Linked DNA regions of Bos taurus: region 2 is linked to region 1. Evidence: chromatin contacts called from public Hi-C data. All regions are on one chromosome and are shown on one strand. The core of a region is the stretch at or near the end of the contact, and the rest is flanking DNA. Distances in the headings are between cores, read along the strand shown. Region 1 holds the start of RASSF5 (Ras association domain family member 5). Region 2 overlaps RASSF5 (Ras association domain family member 5).

What was found. A called contact is a pair of places that touch in the nucleus more often than the background predicts.
Region 2: a contact with region 1 is called in a Hi-C map of liver, with 4 times the contacts expected there. The contact joins the enhancer-like site here to the promoter of RASSF5 in region 1. A contact is called at or near these places in 2 of 11 Hi-C or Micro-C datasets (liver and skin fibroblasts).

Annotation. Positions count from the first base shown.
Region 1 is chr16:4,290,947-4,297,061 of ARS-UCD2.0, reverse strand. It overlaps RASSF5 (Ras association domain family member 5), which reads right to left and starts at 3,180. Exons shown (of 6, transcript NM_001113760.3): 1 at 2,709-3,180. The coding sequence starts at 3,180.
Region 2 is chr16:4,328,736-4,334,850 of ARS-UCD2.0, reverse strand. All of the region lies in intron 2 of RASSF5 (Ras association domain family member 5), which reads right to left. Among named protein-coding and RNA genes, the nearest start is that of RASSF5, 38 kb to the right of the region's middle. Within about 2 kb of position 3,905, at least 42 of the 102 cell types and tissues checked have an H3K27ac peak or open chromatin away from gene starts, as enhancers often do. A contact at or near this core is called in liver, where this site is marked.

The sequences.
Region 1 (6,115 bases), core at 1,931-4,430:
CAGAAGAGGAACACAGAGGTACCCAGGGTCACACAGAGACTAATTGGCAACATCAGGATTCAAACCTAGGTCTTCTGGTTCCAGGCTGTTCTCTTAGGCACTGCAGAGTACTGCCTTTCAAAAGTCATGTTTCTGACCCTTGCTTTTTAAAACAAAGATAAAACAAACCCACCCCACCATGGAATTAGAACTTCAGTTGAAAGAAAGATGATTGGTGAGTTTGGCCTGCCAGCCATCAGAACATTTCTCAACTGTTTCCATCAGGCTACAAGTCCACAATCAGTTAAATATTAATAATGACAAACAGAGGCTCCTCTCTGTAGTCCCTTGATTCCAACTCTGCTCCCTCTCCGGTGTTCAGACATCCCTGGTTGGTACTAACCCACCTAGCTGAGGGCTACTAAGTCACACAGAAATCAGAGGACACGCGTATTCACCTGGGGCTTCCTTTCACAAGAAACTGTCTAATGTGAAAGTATGAAAGTGAGAGTCACTCAGTTGTGTCCCATTCTTTGAGACCCCATGGAATTCTCCAGGCCAAAATACTGGAGTGGGTAGCCTTTCCCTTCTCCAGGGGATCTTTCCAACCCAGAGATCGAACCCAGGTCTACCGCATTGCAGGCAGATTCTTTACCAGCTGAGCCACAAGGGAAGCTCTGCATAAATTCATTTAATCATGGAGTATCATGCATATACACAAATAAACACACAGACACCATTACCAACAACAACCCCGCCAGTCGTAAAACTATATGCCAAATGTTCAACAATTGATACAGTCCTCCAAGTGTCTTTTTCACTCTTGCTTTTAAACTTTTCTCAGTTTTTGCCACGCTGCAAGGCATGCAATATATTAAGTTTCCCGATGAGGGATCAAACCCTGCAGTGGAAGCATGGAGTCCTAACCACTAGACCAACTGAAGGCCTCAACGTCCTAATACAAACTAGAATTCCAATGAAGCAGCTTTCCTGGGATTCCAGCACACTAAAACCCATTACAAAGAGAATACTGCCTCTCTATGTTACTGTTGGGAGGCAGTAAAGTACCCCAGGGCCCTTGAGAGGGCAAAAGCTGCAAACACATCTGTGGGAAAGTTGCATTTGATTCTACTGAAGGTCAGGGCGATTTGCCAAGTGACAGCAGCCCTCCGCCCACATCACACATTTCTGTATCTATCGCCCTTTCCTTATTAATTAGCACCTGAACTGAGTTTTGATGGTGGAGGGAGCAGAACCCACCCCCACCTCCCACACTCCTCTTCCGCTGGATCCTGGCTTCGAGTCTGAGCTCTGCTGCCCTGAAGCCAGCTGCAGTGGGAAGCACACCGCACAGCCTTGGCTGGGGACTGCAGAGAGGCAAGGTCAGGCTTTCGTGATGAGAGTGTAACAGTTGCTGCTGCACAATGCTGCAGCTGGATGGGAGATGGGGGCTGCTGTCATGTGGGAAGAAGCTTGGCTGAAAGATGCGACCCCAAGCCATTTCCAGAGATGCTTTCTAGAGGCTGTACCATCGTCTGCACTTTGCGCTTCAGATATTTAAACTATCTACATAAACACATAGGCACATGGGTGTGGGTATCGTCTGCCAAACATGGCAACAGCAATTATGGGGTGGGGAACAGGAAAAGAAGAAATCTATTTTTCTAGATAAATCTAATAGGGAAAAAAATCTATTTTTCTAGATAAGTCTAATAGGAAAATCTATTTTTCTAGATAACTCTAATAAGAAAAGAAGAAAAGAAACATCACTGAAGAAATATACACACCTAACTGCTGGAAGAGAAAAATAACAAACCCCCAAGAAGACCGCAAATGTGCTCAGAAAATCTATACAGTGGATGTCCAGTGTTTTATAGTCAGGCTTTGAGAAGATTCTGGCTCAGGGGAGGAGGCTGGAGGGACCTGAGAGCTCTGGGGAGGGTGAGACAGGGCAGGTAGTTGGGTAATTCTCGAGCCTGATGCCTGGTGCAGTAGCCAGTAGGAGGAAGAGGAGGAAGCAAGGCCCAGCCAAACGTCAGAGCAGAGGGCAAAGGTCCGAGGGGCCAGAGGTGGACGGCGGGAGAGGGCAGGGATCCAGGGTCACTTCACGCTCTTCTCAAGCCTCATGGCCTCTGTCCATCCAAAGCCCAACCAGGTCTCTTCCCTGTCCCCACAGGTCACCCTGGAGGAAGGGTGTACCACAGGCAGGCAGGCAGACAAAGTCATCAGCCATTACCCTAATAAGCAGGGGCCAAACGGTCATCTCAAGAATAGCCTCACAGCCCACTCTCAAGAAGCTACAAAAAAGCAAGAGAGGGCACTGGAGACCCAGGAGAATGATCTGGTAGCATCAGGCATCAACCCCAGCGTGTGTGTGTGTGTGTGTGTGTGTGTCTGTGTGTGTGTGTGTGTCTGTGTGTGTGTGTGTGTGTGTGTGTGTGCGCGCGCGCGCGCGCCCGCGCACTGGCTGTATCTGGAGAGGGGCGAGACGCGCACCTGTCAGAGGAAGAGGTGCTTGTTAAATACCGCACAAGCATACCTAAGGGCACTAAGGAGGAGAGTGTGTCCAGGGGCTACCTGCCTCGGTGAAAATCCTGGTCTCCCCTGAAGCCGGAGGGGTCAGCGCCCCCTCTCGGCTCGCCCCAGCCGGCTCGCTCGCAGCCGCTCGCGGGCAGACTGCGGTCTTCCCGCGCGCCCCAGCCCCGCCCGACCCCGACCCTCACACTTACTAGCGCAGCTCAGTGCCCGCCACCACACCTCTCGCCCGCACAGGTCGCACCAGCCGCGGCCACCCCGCAGCGCCAGTTCCACGAAGCAGTGGCCCTCGCCTCGCTCCGCCGGGACGCGGGGATCCTGCGGCTGCTCGAAGATGCTGCGCACGTCGCGGGGCCGGGGCGCGCCAGGCCGCCGCCTCAGTCTCTGCTGCAGACCAGGCCGGAGAGGGCGAGCGGGTCGGGAGGCCCGGGGCTGGGGCTCCGGGTCCCCCCGGGCGGCCCTCCAGGCACTGCGTCTCTCGTGCGCCCCGGGCGCAGTGGAGAGCGGCGCGGGGGCGCAGCGGCGCGAGGAGTGGCCCGGGGGGGGCGGCGGCGGCGGCGGCGGCAGCGGCTCGGGGTCGCTCAGGCTCTGCAGATAGTGCGGCGGTTCTGGCTCCAAGAGCAGCCGGTACGGGCGCTGCCCGATGGCCGGGGACGCCATGGCCATGCCGGGCGGCTCTCCGCGCTGGCGCTCCTCCCGAGTCCTCTTCGAGAGCGGGGCGGCCCCAGACCGGCGCGCCTTTAAAGGGACCGCAGCCTGCGGGGCGGGGCGGGGCGGGGGCGGGGAGACCTCTGAGAGGCAGGAAGGAAGACCCGAGGGAACCACCGACCGCCCGACGGGCAGGGGCGGCGGTGGGGGACGCCTGGGCGAGTGTGGATTTCGGGGTGTCTTCAGGTAGCCGGGGCAGCTGAAGGGTTGCACGTGTAAAGCTTCTTTACAGGACAACTCGGAAGAGGCATTCTGTAGGAGCCTCCTGCCTTCAGCTCTACCTCCTCGCCTCTCCCATCCTTCACCCCCAACCCCAGATTTCCACCCTCCAACCTCAGGTTCCCACGCCCCCAATCCACACCCCAACCCGCCCGGAGGAGGGAACGGGCCGGAGGGAAGGGCTTAGAAACGGAGAATGGGGGTCCAGCGAGACGTCCACCGGCTCAGAGTCGGCCCGCTGGCCTCTCGGTTTTCACGCCCACCGGAGGGATGCATCCCCCGGCCCTTCCCCTACGGCGCTCGCCGCAGTCCGCCGCCCCCGCGCGCGCCGAGCCGGGCGCAGGCAGGGGATGCCCGGCTCCGGCTCGCGGGCCCGCCGCGGCTCCGAGTCCCGTGACGGCGGGGGACGCTTCCGATGCTGATGGCAGCGGGCTGTCCGCGCGCCGCGTTCACCCTGGTTGGATTTCCCCTTTCGCAGCAGCCCTGGCCTGTGGGAGAGTCCTTTCCCGGAAGACTGGAGTTCTGGTGATCCTAGGTCCGTGCGAACACTCCGGCCCCTCAAAGGTTGGGAGAGCTTTCCTTTCTAAGTCAAATCTGCCTCTCCCCATAGCAGTTCTAGTAATTCCTGTGGAAATACCACCACCACCCGCGCCCGCAAAAGCCCTGCTTTGCACCTGGAGTAGACAGCCCTCCTGTGGGACTCAGAGAGAGATTCCTTTCTACAGTCCGAGGACAGGCTTCACAACCTCCCCCTCCTCTGGATTTTAATGCTCTGCTGTCCTCTCCTTGAAAGCCTTAACAGTTTTTGAACAAAAGGCTAGCATTGTCTTTTAGCCCTGGGTCGCACCAAGTAGGTAAGCGGCCCTGCCCATCTCTCCTGGGTGGGGAACCGGGCCTGCTGGGGCTCCGAACCTGTGTCCCGTCACAGACCTGCTGTGTGACCCCGGGTCCTCTCTATCCTCTATAGTTTCCTTAGCTGGAAACTGGACTGGGAGTGAGCAGACACGTGACGCTTTCCTCATCCTCTCTGATTACATCACTCTGACTCAGTGGTCACTGCCTGTCCTCTTGAAAGGTGCGGTTCAGTTTGGTTGATTTAGTAGAGGTCACCAGCGAATCAACTTGAGAAACACATGGTCTGAATTCTTCTAGACCTGAGTTGCTTCCTCCCCTTCCCAGGCCAGAGATGGGTCTCCCCCTAGTGTCTTCTAGGGGAATCTTCACTTTAGCTTTTGGATTTCCCCTTGGAGGTTCGTTTTTAGGTGATTCCTAAAATTTCAACAGTCGAGAGGCCAGGGAAAGCCCAGCTTGCTTCGGCCCACGGCTTTTCCCTCATGGTGGTGGCAGCCATGGGTCCTTTGATCCCTGGGTGTCACCAAAGGTTCTCACCTCATGAGGCCGCTTCTGAGTGTGTGGCAAGAATGTGGCCAAGAGCACAGAGCTATGAAGCAGAAGGTGTGAGATGGGGGCCTGTGAGCCACAGCCACCCTGCTCTACTCCCCTCCTGCCCCTCTCCTCTCCCCTGTCTGAACCTCGCGTTCTCTACATTAGTGGTTTTCAAATGCTGCCATGCATCACCGTCACCTGGAGGGCTTGTTGAATTACAGATTACCGAGCTCCACCCCCTGAGTTTCTGAGTCAGTTTGTCTGGGCCTGGGGTTTGGGATTTTGTCTATTTTTTTCTTTTCCATTATGGTTTATCACAGGAGATTGACTGTAGTTCCGTGTGCTGTGCAGTAGAACCTTGTTGCTTGCCCATCCTGTATGTAACAGTTTGAGATTTTGCATTTTAAACAAGTTCCCAGGCCGTGTTGATGCTGCTGGTCTATTGCTTTAGATCGAAGGTGGCAAGAAGAAAATAGGATTCTCTGCTCTTTGCCCCGCAGAGCAAGTGAAGTTCAGCGGGAAGCGACTGAGAAAAACACAGTGGGGGCTAATTCTGCAATGTTTTCTGGCAGATGTTGACCCAGAAAAGACCAATTTGCCTCTGTGGTCTTTTTTCCCCATCTCTCTCACTTCTTCTGCAAGCAGTTCTTGAGAGGCCGTTGCAGAAGCCTATACGTTTGCCGAATCCACCCTGTATTATCCACCTCTGGCCACAGGCATGAGACTTGTTTGAAGATCACTTCCTCCAACCTTGGGAGAGCAGAGGGCTGGGAGAGGCCCAGGGTGTGGGCCAAGCTCAAGCTCTGCTGACAGTCTGATGTGGCAAGGAGAAGGGACCTGGTGGAGAGTGCATCACCGAGGAGCCAGTTTTGAAATGCCATTTGTGAAATTGCCAACAATGGCCATTTCTGTCCTTCATCACCCTCCCCTCAGCATGCGTTTGGGCAACCCAGCCCAGATTCCTGGGATGGAGAGGCTCACAGGATGAGTGTCTCCTCTGGCCCTGGGAAACTGAGGACTCTCTGGAATACTCAGGCATAAACTCCTTTGCCCAGGTTCCTGAGCTGGGTAGAAACGTGCTCTCGTTTAGTTGTCCTGCCTCAGCTCTGATCTGGAGGAGTGCAGGGAGAAAGCACTCCAGCAGGGCCAGAGCCCGGCATGTGGCTTCAGGGAGGGAAGGGAGATAAAAGTGGAGATAACGTAATTCCATGTGACCAACTCCAAAAGTGTATCAAGTTTATCTCCCAGTTCATCTCCCTGAGCTAGAGACTGAGGTCAGGCTAGGCTG
Region 2 (6,115 bases), core at 2,656-5,155, 37 kb before region 1:
CTGTGTCTCCTGTAGTCCCCAAAACCATCCAGTCTTGGGGCACAAGCTGGGTAAGGGGCTAGACTCAGCCCCCAGACTGCAAGCTGCCAGCTCCATTTTAAGCTCTGGCTACTTTTGCGAGGGGCCCTCTTCCTCCCCCGTCTTAGTCAAATCCGTCAGTGCTCAGGATGGTTTCAACTGCAGCCCAATTTGGCTCCATCCTCCCACACAGTCTTTTTTCTAGAAGCCCGCGAGTGCCTGGCAGGCACGAACATGAGCTAGCTGAGAGCCCGCACCGCGGCCCACTGACCTGCCCAGCTCCAGGGATGGTCATGACCAGTAGCTGCCTCCCTGGCCAGGAGATAGCAAATGGAAGTAACCAGGTGGGGAGGGGGGCTGGGCTGAGCTACCGGGTGTTTTCAGGGAAGAACTCACGTTAGTGGGGTTGAAAGTAGGATTTGGAGCAATCTTCAAATGAGTATTTCAAAGACTGTTTTGTTGGGCAAGGCTTCCCTCATAACTCAGTTGCCTGCAATGCAGGAGACCCCGATTCGATTCTTGGGTTGGGAAGATCCGCTGGAGAAGGGATATGCTACCCAGTCCAGTATTCTTGGGCTTCCCTGGTGGCTCAGCTGGTAAAGAATCCACTTGCAATGCAGGAGACCTGGGTTGGATCCCTGGGTTGGGAAGATCCCCTGGAGAAGGGAAAGGCCACCCACTCCAGTATTCTGGCCTGGAGAATTCCACGGATGGTATAGTCCCTGCGGTCACAAACAGTCGGACACAACTGAGCGACTTTCACGTTCACTTTGCTGGGTGGGGGTGGTTTACCCCAGAGACTATGGTCCAGGGAAAGGAAGCTGGTTTTGGCCTCACCAGGACCTCGAAGGCCAATGTCAGGATGATGAATCCTGCAGGGAGGGGCTTTGCATGACCCCTGGGCACCAGCAAGAGCCTGCCTGCTTTGTCTGGCCAGTGAAAGAACACACGTTTCCTTATAAAAGGAACCTCCTTGCTCAGTGGGAATTCAATATTTAAGGGAAAAACAGGCCCCAGATTCTCGGGCCACATTGTGTCCTTGGAGTACACACTGACCTCTGCAGAGTAAGTGCAGCGCTACACATTCACAACGTACAATCTTAAAATACAGCGGACAACAGGCCAAAGTAGCCCAGGAGTCGGCGTGAGTCTCTGCTTGTGAGCGGCACACGAGATGCCAGATCCACTTAGGAAAAGGCCTGAGTGACACTGTGTTCTTTTAGGGTGCGGCTCCCTGCCAGTTCAAATATTATGAAAAGTGACATCTGAATAGGGCTTTTCAAAGTCCCTTCACCTCATCACTTGGGTTGCTCTGCAACCCTGATAGCAGGTTTTACTCCCATTTCACAGATGAGGAAACTGAGAGAAGGAATATGTTCCATCATAGCTCATGAGATATTTTCAAAGCCTAGTTTGTGTCCGTCTGTCCACCCTACGCCACCTGTCAATGAGTCCAGGCTTGGAAGGAAGCCAAGCAAAGCAGAGATGGTGCTGGCGAGGACCCTGGGACTCTTCTGAAGCTGGCAAAGATCACATGTGATACAAGTTGGCCAGCCTCCAGGAGGAAGAATCCAGACTGAAGCTCCATAGTCCCAAAGGGAGGAAGACCGGATTCCTTTCAGCATCCAGTGACCCTGTCTATACCTCTTCCCCATGAATAATCAACAGTGGTGATAACGTGGCCAGGGGGAGGGGAGAAGGCAGCAGGAAGAGCTTAGGCAACAGCACTTCATGCTTCTGGAAGTGAATGCGCGAAGGGTAGGAACTGGCTGTTCTTGTCCCTGGTCCCAGGAAGAGGAGTCTGGACCTGAAGCTGCAGCATCCAGAGCCCCAGAGCAATGATGGCATCGCTGTTGGGGGGGTGGGAGTGGGGTGGATTCAGAAAGCCCCACTGAAGTGGTGGATGGGTGACTTCCCTGTCTCAGAGCGTCAGATGATGAAATACATCATTTGAAACTTTCTTCCTCTCTCAAATGCCATCCTGACACGTGGCCAGATCCCTTGTCAAATCCACCCTGTGGGTCTGTGTTCCAGGAAAGCTGTGGTACAGAAATGGAAGCCAGGGGGCTGATATTCCAGGCCCAGCTCCAGCTCTAGCTTGCTGGGGGAGCTTCAGCAACTTTGGACCTCAGATGTCCTCATCCAGGATCCATGGAGGGGTCCAGAGATCAGGTTTGGGGCCTCATGAGCGACAAACACATTCAGAGGCCGAAAACCAGGTGAGGTGCCAACCCACCCCCGAAACCACTGGAGTGATCATTAGCTGCCTTGTGTGGACGCTGTCTTCCTAGTGACTTTATGTGCTTCATTTCATTTAATCCCTACAGCAAACGGGGGAGGCGGCTTCAATATCTCTACTTTACAGAGTGGAAGAGGAGGTTCTGGCAGGTCAAGTAATCTGCACACAGTCAGACATGCTAGTTCCGGTGGAGCCAAATCAGCCCAGCTGGTCTGACTCCAGACCCAGACCCGTGAATGCACACACACAGAGCATGCAGAACCTATCCCCGACCGCTCTCAAACAGTCACCCTGCCTGACACTGGAGTCTGTCCCAGACAAGTCAGGAGCTGCTTTCTCAGTCTGCCTATGACCCTGTCTTTCCTTTGGCTCACTGGGGTTTTCCACAGTTCACTGACTGTTTCTTCCACTCGCTCCGCCTTCACATTGTCCCTGGGAGCTGAGTCTAGGCCAATGGCATCAACCACACTTGACTTGTCTCATGATGCCCTCTCCCCCAGGTCCTCCAGATGAATGCTTCACCAGGTACCCAGCCCTCCCCACCACGGCCTCACTCTTAACAGGTCCAAACGGAGCTGATTATTCGGGGCCTCAACCTCCCTCTGCTCCCCCTCCTTTAGAATTTCCTATCTTGATGGATGCCATTAACACAGATTATTGCAAAGCCTTCCAATAATGTTCTTCGTTCCCATCCTGACTCCTCCGAATTCCCCACTGTCTTGTTGCCAAAGTTACCCGTCTAGACCGAGATCTGATCAGGGCTATTTCATCAAAAAATCTTCCCATTCAGATGTCAACTAATAATTATTGCATAAGTACTGAGGATCAAGACTTAGTATCAAGCTTATTCATTTATTCAACAAATAATTACAGAGCACTTTCTACGTGGCAGGCACTAGACTGGGTGTTCTGAAGAACACATAGTCCCTGCTTTCTCCTAACAGCTAGTCTGAACAACATGAAATAAGATGTCATATTGGAGCTACCGAGCTCTCATATACTTCATTCTTTTTTTTTTTCTTCCATATACTTCATTCTTGCACTTAATCCCCCAGACATGGGACAATGGACCGGTTCAGAGTTGGGAAGGAGTACATCAAGGCTGTATATTGTCACAACCCTGTAAGAACATATTTTACAGATGAGTAAAATGAGACTCAGGATGGCTGATTTGCCCCAAACCAAAGAGCAAATAAATAGTGGGATCAGATTTCAAACCCAGAGCCTCCGTGTCTGACGATTTTCCACCATAGCTGTCCTGCCGCCAGTGACGCCTCAGTGCCTACAACAATATCCTCAACTCCAGAGCAGATCTTTCAAGGCCCTTTATAGCACGTGCCCAGCCTACAGGCCGTGCCCACCTCCAGCCACACTCAGGCAGCCCTCCTTACAGGCACACACGTTCGCCTCACGTCACCGGCAGCCGCCCTCCCCACTCGTGGCCTTGCTCTCGGTCTCCTCTGCCATCAGAGTCCTCTTGTGTCTCCGCCGCACCTTCCCAGCGCCTCTTGGAAGCAGCCTTTCTCAGATGCCCTCTCTGGGGTAAACCTTACTGCCACCCCGTGTCCTGAGAGCAGCATCTGACAGCATTAGACTGTGAGTGCACCACTGAGCTCAGCTTCCCCCGATGACTTCCTGTTGTGAGAGGTATGCAGCTGAACACCGTGGAGGCTGACTCACAGCAGAGGCAGTTTTCCGGGGCTCCTAGCCCTCTCCACGCTTCGCTTCCTGGGCTGTCAGGCTGCCAGCTTTGCTAGGGCCCTGACACACACACAGAAGGCAGTTAGATCAGCCCAGACTAAGACGCAGAGGCCCTGGAGGGCTGTTGCTGGGTCTGAGGCAGGCCTGGGGAGTTGGCCTTCTAGCTGCCCTCCTTTAGGGGAACTAGAGAAGCATAAAAGATGTTTCTGACCAACAATCCCATCCCTCACGTGATCTCTTCAATCCTTCAGGAGCCAGGGCAATGTGGTCACGGATGTGAGATGTGTGAACAACTCTTGTACTGCTGCATGTAGAGAGAGAGAGGCTTGTTGCCTCCTTAGGGCCTCAGGACAAGCTGGCTCAGCCAGAGGTCATCTCAGGCACAGACTGGTTCTAGGTTGGGAGGAGTGGGTGGGGCTGTGAGGGGCACAGAGATACATCTCCAGCGCTTAAGCATTTCTAGAGAAGTAAGGGCTGGAGCTCTGGCTCTGCTTGGCGCCAGGATATCAAGAGCCTCCTGGTTGGGAAGCCATTCCCACTGTCTGATCAGAACTGAGCTCCCCTGGGCCGTCAGACAGGCCTTAGGGCGGCTCCTGTTAGAGGCAGCTGCTGAGTGGAGTGGGATCACTGACAACTTCGGCCAGCACTTCTGGTTTCTAGAGCATGGAGGGAAATCTGTGGTGGGGGGTGGCTGGGGACTGGCCCTTTCCTTTGGCAGCTGTGGATGGGCTGGCAACAAATGAGATAGAAGTGTAAAATGTATTCGATTGATCCAAAAGAAGGAAGAAAAGGAAACAAAGAACAAATAGGGCGAATAGAAAACAAACAGCAAGATGATAGATTTCAAATCTAATTATATCAATAACCACATTAAATGCAAATGAACTAAATAACTCAAAGAGCAGAGATGATCCAATTGGATTAAGAAAAACAAGATCTGACTACTTGCTTTCTGTAAGACATGACCTTTACATATAAAGACACAAATAGTCTAAAATAAAAGGATGGATAAAGAAATAACATGCTAATGGTAATCAAAAGAACGCCGCAGTGGCTATATCAACATCAGACAAAGTCGATTTCAGAACAAAGAATATTGCCAAAGATAAAGAAGTTTATTTCATAATGAAAAAGGTCAATTAATCCAGAGACTGTAATAATGTTAAGTGTTTACGTACTGAATGATGGAGCTTCAAAGTACAAGATAGAATTGGAAGGAGAAGTGGCCAAATCTACAATTAGAGTTGGAGATTTCAACACCCCTTTCTCAATAATTGATAAAAGAAGCAGACAGAGCACATGGTGTGCCTCAACAAATGTTAGCTAACGTGGGTATCACAATTCAGCCTGATAAACCTTTAGAGCGTTTCACAGGAGACCCAGGGCCAGAATCCCTGGAGAGGCGCGCACGCATCTATCGGGAGTGCTCCTAAGGAAGCCCCAGCCTCTGCAGAGGCAGACCCGGTCCCCGCGGGTCTTCCCTTCCGGCTCCGGGGCTCCCCCGTGTGGCGGCTCTGGGTTCGGCGTGTGGCGCGGCGCTGGGGGCTGGGGCATCCTCCTGAAGGGTTCGGAGAAGCGAGCCCTCGGCAGGGGCAGGGCAGGGCAACGGAGGTGCGGCCGCGGAGACAGGACAGGGCCGGGAGGCAGGAAACCCGGCTCTCCAGACCAGCTGGGTCACCGCTCCGTGCCTGCGGGGGGCCGTGGGAGGCGATTGCAGCGGGCGTCCTGCGAGGGGAGGACCGCGGGGGGCTGCCAGGGGCGGCGGGGCGGGGGACACGCGGAGAAAGTCTGGGCGGCCCGACCGGGAGGGCTGAAAGGCCAGCCGGCCAGCCCCCGCCCCTTGGTGAAGGCGGACACGGTCTCGAGTCCTTTTATCAACAGAGCAGAGCAATAAGAGGCCGCAAAGAAGGGGATAATCGTGTCTTGTAGCGAGAGTGCCCAGCAAACCACAAAACCATAGTGTCCTGGGTTTATGTCCAGGAGAAGAATGCATCTTTCTGGTATTGTGGAGAGTAGGCAGAGCCAGACAGTGAAGGGTTTTGTGTGCTAATCCAGATTCAGGCTGACTTTGAGGGTAATAGGAAGCTGCCCGGGGCTTCCATCACAGGGCGACATGATAAAAAAAAAATCCAGTAAGGCTGTTGAAGGCACAGGGAC